Linked DNA regions of Sus scrofa: region 2 is linked to region 1. A link is a contact called in public HiChIP or PLAC-seq data. All regions are on one chromosome and are shown on one strand. Each heading gives the region's core, a stretch centred on a gene start, on an enhancer-like site or on the middle of the called end of the contact. The rest is flanking DNA. Distances are from core to core; before and after follow the strand shown. Region 1 overlaps LOC110261542 (a long non-coding RNA gene). Region 2 overlaps RASGRF1 (ras-specific guanine nucleotide-releasing factor 1).

Region 1 (3,703 bases), core at 900-3,399:
TGGCATCCTGCACAATGGATAATAAAGACCCACATCAAGACACATCTTGATGTACCAGAATTCTTAGGTACTAGAGAAAATTGTTTCCAGAATTTCCAGAGAAGGGGAGAAAATGGTCACATAGACTCTGTAATCAGAATGGCACCCAAATTCTCTCCAGCAATCCTATAAGTTAAAAGCCAACAGAGCAATGCCTTCAAAATTCTGAGGAAGTGGTTTCTAACATAGACTTCAATTCCCAGACTCTCAATCAAGTGTGAGCATAGAATAGGGTCATTTTAAGATATACAATGTCTCAAAACATTTACCTTTTATGCTCCTTTTTTCAGAAAGTTACTGGAAGATATGCCCACCAAAATTAGGAGGGAAGCTGGGAACTAAACAACAGGTAATCCAACACAAATGTAAGGTAAAGAGAGTCTCCAAAATAATAAAGGAAAATCTCAGAATCACAACTGTTTAGAAGGCCAAAAGCACCACAAGTTCACACTGGAACAGGAAGTCAGAAATCCAGACGGGAGGTCTCAAAAGAAACGAATGAAAAATAAAGCAGTAGATGTTACCTGATCTACGTGCAGGAAAAAACTGCAAACCATCTGAATGACCAATTCCAACACTTAGTGGTAAAGATAAGACCCACAGGCTTGGCTCCACTTAGCTACTACTCTGTGCTGACTGGGTTCAGGATCTGGAGATGTTCTCATGGTGAGCTCCACGTAGTGATAGAATATGACAGGTCTGTGGTTGGAGTGCTTGGGTATAAGTCTCAGCTCTGCCTAGAACTAGCTGCATGCCCCTGGGCAAATTGCGTGATCCTTCCAAGTCTTATAACCCTAGCAAATATTAAAGATTAAACAACGGCCCATTGTTAAGAGATTAAAACAATGATCCATGACACTGGGAAAATTAAGATGCCATATGTGAAAATGCTTTGTAAACTAGTATTAGTCACCGTGGACGTTATATAGCAACCTCTGCCAATCCAGCTCACCAAAACTTTGCCATTGCTATGAAATGAAACATTCATTGGTCTGAATGTGTCTGTCCCTCCAAAATTCAGATTTTGAAATTCTAACCCCCAAAGGTGATGGTGTTAGGAGGTGCGGCCTTTGGGAGGTGATTAGGTGGTGAGAGTGGAGCCCTCCTGAAATATATAAAAGAGTCCCAGAGAGTTCCCTGGCCCCTTATACCTGAGCGGTCACAACCATAACAAGAAGCCTGGAAGAAGACCCTCATCTGGCCATGCTGGCACCCTGATATGAAGACTCCCTGCCTCCAGAGCTGTGAGAAAGAAATTTCTGTTGTTTATAAGCCACCCAGTCTGTGATATTTTGTTTCAGCAGCCCGACTGGACTCAGCAGCCATCCTCCTGGTAAAACATAGAGACTAATGCCCATGGCATGCTCATCTCTTGCTGCTAATCGAACACACTCTCCCACCCTACATCAAGGGCAGCCCTTCAGACCAACAGCACGAGCAATGCCTGAGAGCTGGGGAGAAAGACTACATCTCAGCCTGCCCTCAACCTGCTGCATCAGAATGTGCACTTTCACCAGCTCCCCAGGGGATGGATGGGCATCTTAAACATGGGTCTAGCCAGCCTCAAACATTTCTCTTCCCACCAAATAAGCTGCAGGCTTTCCGAGACCTACCTGGATTTGTTCCCAAACCAGTTTATACTGTTGCTTCTGCTGTTATATTATGAAACGTAATTAAATAAATAAGCCCATGTCTGAGGACAAAGGGAGAGTTGTTTCTATGAAAATTAGGTTGGACGTGTTTAGGAAGACATGATAAAGGGGAGTGGCCTGGAATTAAAGTTCAGTACTGCAGGCTTCTGGGAAGCGTCTGATACTTGGAGCTATTGCCAGCCAGCGTGCCCTGGGGGCCAAGCCTGGGGACAGCAAGTTCTCCCCCCCCCCCCCCCCCCGTTACCCTGAGTCAAGCCTGTACCGCCTGTACTACCCCTGCCCCTGGCATTACAGCTATTCCTTGTTTAATCCAAGTGTTCTTTATTCCTGAACTGATACTGGCATACTCACATGAGTGATGCTTTACATGAATTTCCTCATTAACCCTCAAGCAACCCTATGCGGGAAGTTATTACTATCCAATTTACGGGCAAGCAAAATGGAGATTAGGTCACTTGTGTGAGGTCACACAGTAACTAGCAGAGCAGGACGTGAAAGGAGGTCTGCCCTCAAGTGCCAGGCTCCAACCATAGCACTGTTCCTGGCAAGAGATACCAAGCATTTAGAAAAAACACAAATGGTGCACAAACATTTGAGAAATGTACTTTCCTGTCAGCAATTAAAGAGCTATAGATCCAAGCTGCTGCAGTGCACTTCTTACTGGTTAAATTTGCAAAGGTTTTTGTTCTTTTGAAATTTAATGTGCATTTATGTCAAAGTAATTCAAGTTGATGGTTTAAAAGAGTTAAACAGTACTACAGACACACAAGCTGAAAAACAGCCACCTCTGTCCTGGCCCGTCACACACACGCCCAGGCACCCTCTGTGGGAGGAGGGGACACAATTCCAAGAGGATGCCTGACCCTGGCTGTTCCAGCCATGGCTTCTGCCTTCCTTCCCCTGCCTTCCAACCTCCGCATTTCCTCTAGGCTCTTCAGGGCCCCTGGGAATGTTGCCCTGAGGTTCCTGTGATCTTCCTATTGCAGCAAAGCAAATGGCCAGAGTGGGAGTGGAAATGGGGAACCGGAAGAACCCCAAATAACCCACACCCTTTGACACAGCCACCTATGATCTCACTGAGGGAAAATATCACCCAAAGGGAAAACCCAACACTGGCCACATCATTTGTAGAAAATTCTGTGGAAGGAAATGCTATTGGTCATTTTAGTAACAATAGTAAAAAGTTTGTTTTTTTTTTTAAGAAAGGAAAAAATAGGAGCTCCCTCTGTGGTGCAACAGGATCAGCAGTGTCTTGGGAGCACTGGGACGAGGGTTCCATCCCCAGCCCAGCACAGTGGATTAAGGATCCAGTGTTGCCACAGCTGCAGCTTGGATCTGATCCCTGGCCCAGGAGTTCCATATGCTGTGAGGCGGCCAATAATAATAATAATTAAAATAAAATAAAATAAAATAGGGAGAGTGGTATTTCAAAAAAAAAAACAAAAAAAAAACAGAAAAGAAAGGGGTTCCTATCATGACTCAGGGGTTAGCGAACCCAGCTGGCAACCATGAGGACACAGGTTTGATTCCTGGCCTCACTCGGTGGGTTGGGGATCTGGTGGTGTAGGTCACAGACGCAGCTCAGATCCCGTGTTGCTGGGGCTGTGGTGTAGGCTGGGAACTACAGCTCCGATTTGACTCTAGCCTGGGAACTTTCATATGCTGTGGGCACGGCCCTAAAAAGACAAAAAAATAATAATAATAATAGTAAAATTTAAAAAAGGAAAGAAAAATAAATATATCCTCAGCCCATCACCCTCTCCCAGCAATGCCACTTTGGGTGGACCCCCAAAGTGCAGATTTTCGGAGCCTTGTCATCATAGCGCCCCAGGGAAATTGACAGGCTCTTCAGAGGAAGGCTTGGTGAGCTCCTGATTCTGCTGTGGCACATGAGGCAAGTCCCCTCTCTGACCTCAGTCCCCTCCCATGTGAATGAAGATCACATTCCCTGCCTCTTAGAGGAGTTGTAGGATTGGAGAGATGGTACTTGTAAAATGCCTGGCACTGGGCCT
Region 2 (3,703 bases), core at 684-3,183, 160 kb after region 1:
CCAGGGATTCTGTCCTTTGCTTCTGTGGGATGGCCTTGGGGCTCTCTGGCTGGCTGTTACCTGGGTTACTGATCTTCAGGTGTATGTGTCACCTGTTTATTGACTGTGCCACAGTAAACGGCATTTTGGTACTGGAGGGTCCTGGGGCTCTACCCCTCCTCGACTGTGCCCTCCTGGAAGGGCCCCTGCCCTCCCTCTCCTCAACTCAGAGCAGAGAAATCCTGACCGTCTTCAAAATTCTTTCAAAGCCTCCTCCTCAAAACCTGGGGATTCCAACCAGCCCAGGGCTGCCTGTGTGTGTGTGTGTGTGTGTGTGTGTATGTGCACATGCACACGTGTGCTAACCAAGACAGGGCTTGTGGCACCTGGGATGTAGGCTGACCTAAATGAGGACAGAACCAGACACCCTTCCACACAAACGCTGCTGGAGAACAGTCAGGGCTCCGAGAGAGGGAGGGCCCAGCCTGCCAGGCATCACCTCCAGCCATTGCCCCCATCCAACATCCTCAACACCTGCATCCTCAAAGGCGTGTGAGCATCCAGCTGTTCCCTGAACACACAATGCTTTTCCTTGCCCCCGTCCCTCCCTCGTCTTGCCCACTCCATTCTCTTTGTCTAGAGTGTCCTCTCGTTCTCCTGGTGAAAATCTAGATCTAATGGGTTCTCGAGGAAGCCTTCTCTGACTCTCCCGATGGTGTCCCCACACCTCCCTGGAGCATCCCTCTAGCACAGCAGGTGTCAGGTGCCTGGTCCTGCTCTTCAGGGGTGCTGGGAATCCCTGGGGGGCAAGAACTAGGTCTGAGGCCCTCTTCTCTCCCAAGCCCTGACCAGGGCTGGGCCCAGGACATGCCCACCTCCTTGGACAAATACAAGGAGGCAGGAGGCAGCTGTCGTCAGGGGATTGCGGAGCTGGATGATGGGAGAGACACTTATCCCACTTCTTTGGAATCTTTGCTGTCGTTCTGCAGCCTGGGCTCCCAAATTCAGCTGCTTCTCCCCGTTCCAGGCTCTGCTCTTTCTCCCTGATCAGGCGGGGACCCTCAGCCGCCCCTCCTGTCCCAGGGCAGCCTGGCAGGGCTGGGCCGGCCTCCGTGGGCCGGCGAGCCAAGGGGGTGGCTCGGCCCTGCATCCACTCACTCTGCTTTCTGAGAGCTGAGGGTTCTTCAGGCTTCTCAGCGGTCGTATCGCCCTCATCTGGAATCTTGCTGGCAAAGCTGCTGGACACGTAGAGCTTGCTGGTGTCCAGGGTGGCCTTGCTGAAAGGCGACATGGCCGAGTACATGCTGGTGTAGCCGTTGGAGTTGCAGCTGAGGGCGGCCAGGTCCAGGGCCTTGCCGCCCGTGATGATGGGGATATTCAGGGAGAGCTTCCGCCGGCGGCTGGGTGACGACGTCTTGGTGATGGACAGGGGTGGCGGCGAGGAGAACTTGCGGGTGGCTCGTGGGGACTTGGGGGGGTCCCCGTACAGGAGCTTGTTGTTTTGGCCGCTGGCAAACAAGAGCTCCAGTGACCTGTGGGAGGGCAGGGAGTGAAAACAAATGGTCAGCAGGGGCCTGACTGCCTGCCCAGGCCTGGCCCCCCACCCCCGGTCCTGGGGGGCTCAGAGGGCCAGCACGGCTCCCTCATTCTCATGATCCCTGACACCCAGGCCGACCCTCTGAGCAGGTGGGTTTGAGAGGAGGCCAGGCCAAAAGGCCTGTGCGGTTAAATGGCTGCAGCCAGGTGTCTATAGACCCAGGTGTCCCGCTTTGGGAGGGGACATGGGCTTTGGTGGCACAGTGCCTGACGCTCCCTCTTCGGCCTCCCTCTGGTCGGCAGCAGAGAAACCTGACCCGCGCGTGCCTCTGAGAAACCTCTCTAGGTGCCCCCAACAGGCCTGCTGTCACCCACACCCTCTGACCTCAGACTCACCCAGGTCCTGGGAGTTTATGGACAAGGGAGCTGAGCTCGGAGACAGGAAATGACTCATCTGGCACCTCCTGACTCTAAACCCATGTCCTTTCTATTTCACTCAGGTGCTTGATTGGCCTCGGTGGATACTTGGGGGCAGGAAGCTGAGGCGGGGGGTCTCCCAGCAGTCCCAGCCATTCTTCTTTTCATCCTCAGACAGGGCCCACACCTCAGGGCCAGGGTGGAAAAAGGGGATGGTACATAATAGTACCAACAGTTGCCCACAGCATGGAATATGTTAATCCCGGGAGAGACTGTATCATTTTTTTTGTCTTTTCTAGGGCCGCACCCTTGGCATATGGAGGTTCCCAGGCTAGGGGTTGAATTGGAGCTGTAGCCACTAGCCTACACCACAGCCACATCAATGCCAGATCCAAGCCATGTCTGCGACCCACACCATAGCTCACGGCAATGCCGGATCCTTAACGCACTGAGCAAGGCCAGGGATCAAACCTGCCACCTCATGGTTCCTAGTCGGATTCGTTAACCACTGAGCCATGATGGGAACTCCAGACCGTATCATTTAATCCTCACCATTGCCCTGGGAGGAAGGTATTCTTATTTCCGTGTCACAGATGGAACGCCGAAGCTCAGGGAGGTGAAGGGATTCGGCCCAGGTGACAGGGCTGCACTGGGATCAGAACCTGCGTCTTTCCACTGACAGGCTGTGCCTGCTGGGTGGAATCCTAGGAGGTTCCCAGGTTCCTAGGAATGTGAGGGTCCCTGGGGAACGGTCTCCAGTGGTTTTCAGGCTTGAATCCATCCTGGATAGGGTGGTTCCTCCTGCTGTCTCAGGGCCCCGGAAAGCTGGCTGCTGAGGTTAAGCAGGTGAACCTTGAGCACTGGGGGGTGGGGGTAGGGGTGGGAGGAAGCAGGGAGGAACTGGGGGAGGGGACAGAGGAGACACAGGGGGCAGCTGGCCTGCTCTGGCAGCAGAGGTATAGGGCCAGCGGAGGGACAGTTAGAGTTGCCAGGCTTCCTAACCCCTCCTTGTGTCCTGGGCTTGCACTCAGGACTGGCTTGGCCTCCCAGCAGCCCTGGGGAGTTGCTATAACTCTGAGGCTCTGCTCTAGGCAGCCCCAGAGTGGACGCCCTGGCCCCAGTCTTGCCGGGGCGGGTGTTGAGGGAGCACTCAGGGGTGCTCGGAGGCTTACTGCAGCATCCACAGCTGAGGTCCAGGCAGAAAAGGAAAGCACCTGTTGGCCCCCACATTTCCTGGCAGGTCCCTCCCAGAGCAGTGAGGTCCATGGGGATCCCTGAACTTGACCTACCCCTAGGGAGCCTTAGGTAGATCCTTCATGACTCTATTGGGTGGGGGTTAATAACTACCTTTCTGATGCAGCTCAAGCTGCACGCAGGGCCTTGCTGGGTCTAAGCCCGCTGCCCCGATGCCTTGTTGATGCTACTCTTGGCTGGGTAACCATTGGTGACATGGGGGTAAAGGCTTTTGTTCACTAAGATTCTGGGTCCCCACGAGGACACACTGACGTTCTGAGGCTGGCCCAGACCTCGGCCAGTCTAGCACTGACCCTGTCAGACTGTGCCTGCCATTAGAATCCTCACCTGCAGGGACCCTGGGTTCACAGGGACCCTACCAGGCCCCTCAAAGCCGGGCTGGGCTGAGGGTGGGCAGCTGCATATGCTGATTAAAGCAAGGTCGTGAGCAGGCCAGTGGGAAAGGAATGCAAAGCCTACTTCCACCCTGCCTGCTGCCCAGACGCAGACAGGGGTGGCTAAAAGTGGGCTTAACAAG

Evidence for each region. HiChIP or PLAC-seq counts read pairs in DNA pulled down with a chosen protein or histone mark.
Region 2: a contact with region 1 is called in an H3K27ac HiChIP or PLAC-seq map of alveolar macrophages. The contact joins two enhancer-like sites. A contact is called at or near these places in 1 of 5 promoter capture datasets (liver), 2 of 47 Hi-C or Micro-C datasets (embryonic fibroblasts and undifferentiated spermatogonia) and 1 of 2 datasets of contacts at active chromatin or transcription factors (alveolar macrophages).

What each region holds. Positions count from the first base shown.
Region 1 is chr7:48,000,467-48,004,169 of Sscrofa11.1, forward strand. It overlaps LOC110261542 (a long non-coding RNA gene), which reads left to right. Exons shown (of 3, transcript XR_002345766.1): 2 at 330-388; 3 at 1,341-2,293. Among named protein-coding and RNA genes, the nearest start is that of ADAMTS7, 7.8 kb to the left of the region's middle. Within about 2 kb of position 2,150, at least 3 of the 83 cell types and tissues checked have an H3K27ac peak or open chromatin away from gene starts, as enhancers often do. A contact at or near this core is called in alveolar macrophages, where this site is marked.
Region 2 is chr7:48,158,303-48,162,005 of Sscrofa11.1, forward strand. It overlaps RASGRF1 (ras-specific guanine nucleotide-releasing factor 1), which reads right to left. Exons shown (of 27, transcript XM_003128446.6): 15 at 1,138-1,511. Among named protein-coding and RNA genes, the nearest start is that of CTSH, 54 kb to the left of the region's middle. Within about 2 kb of position 1,934, at least 8 of the 83 cell types and tissues checked have an H3K27ac peak or open chromatin away from gene starts, as enhancers often do. A contact at or near this core is called in alveolar macrophages, where this site is marked.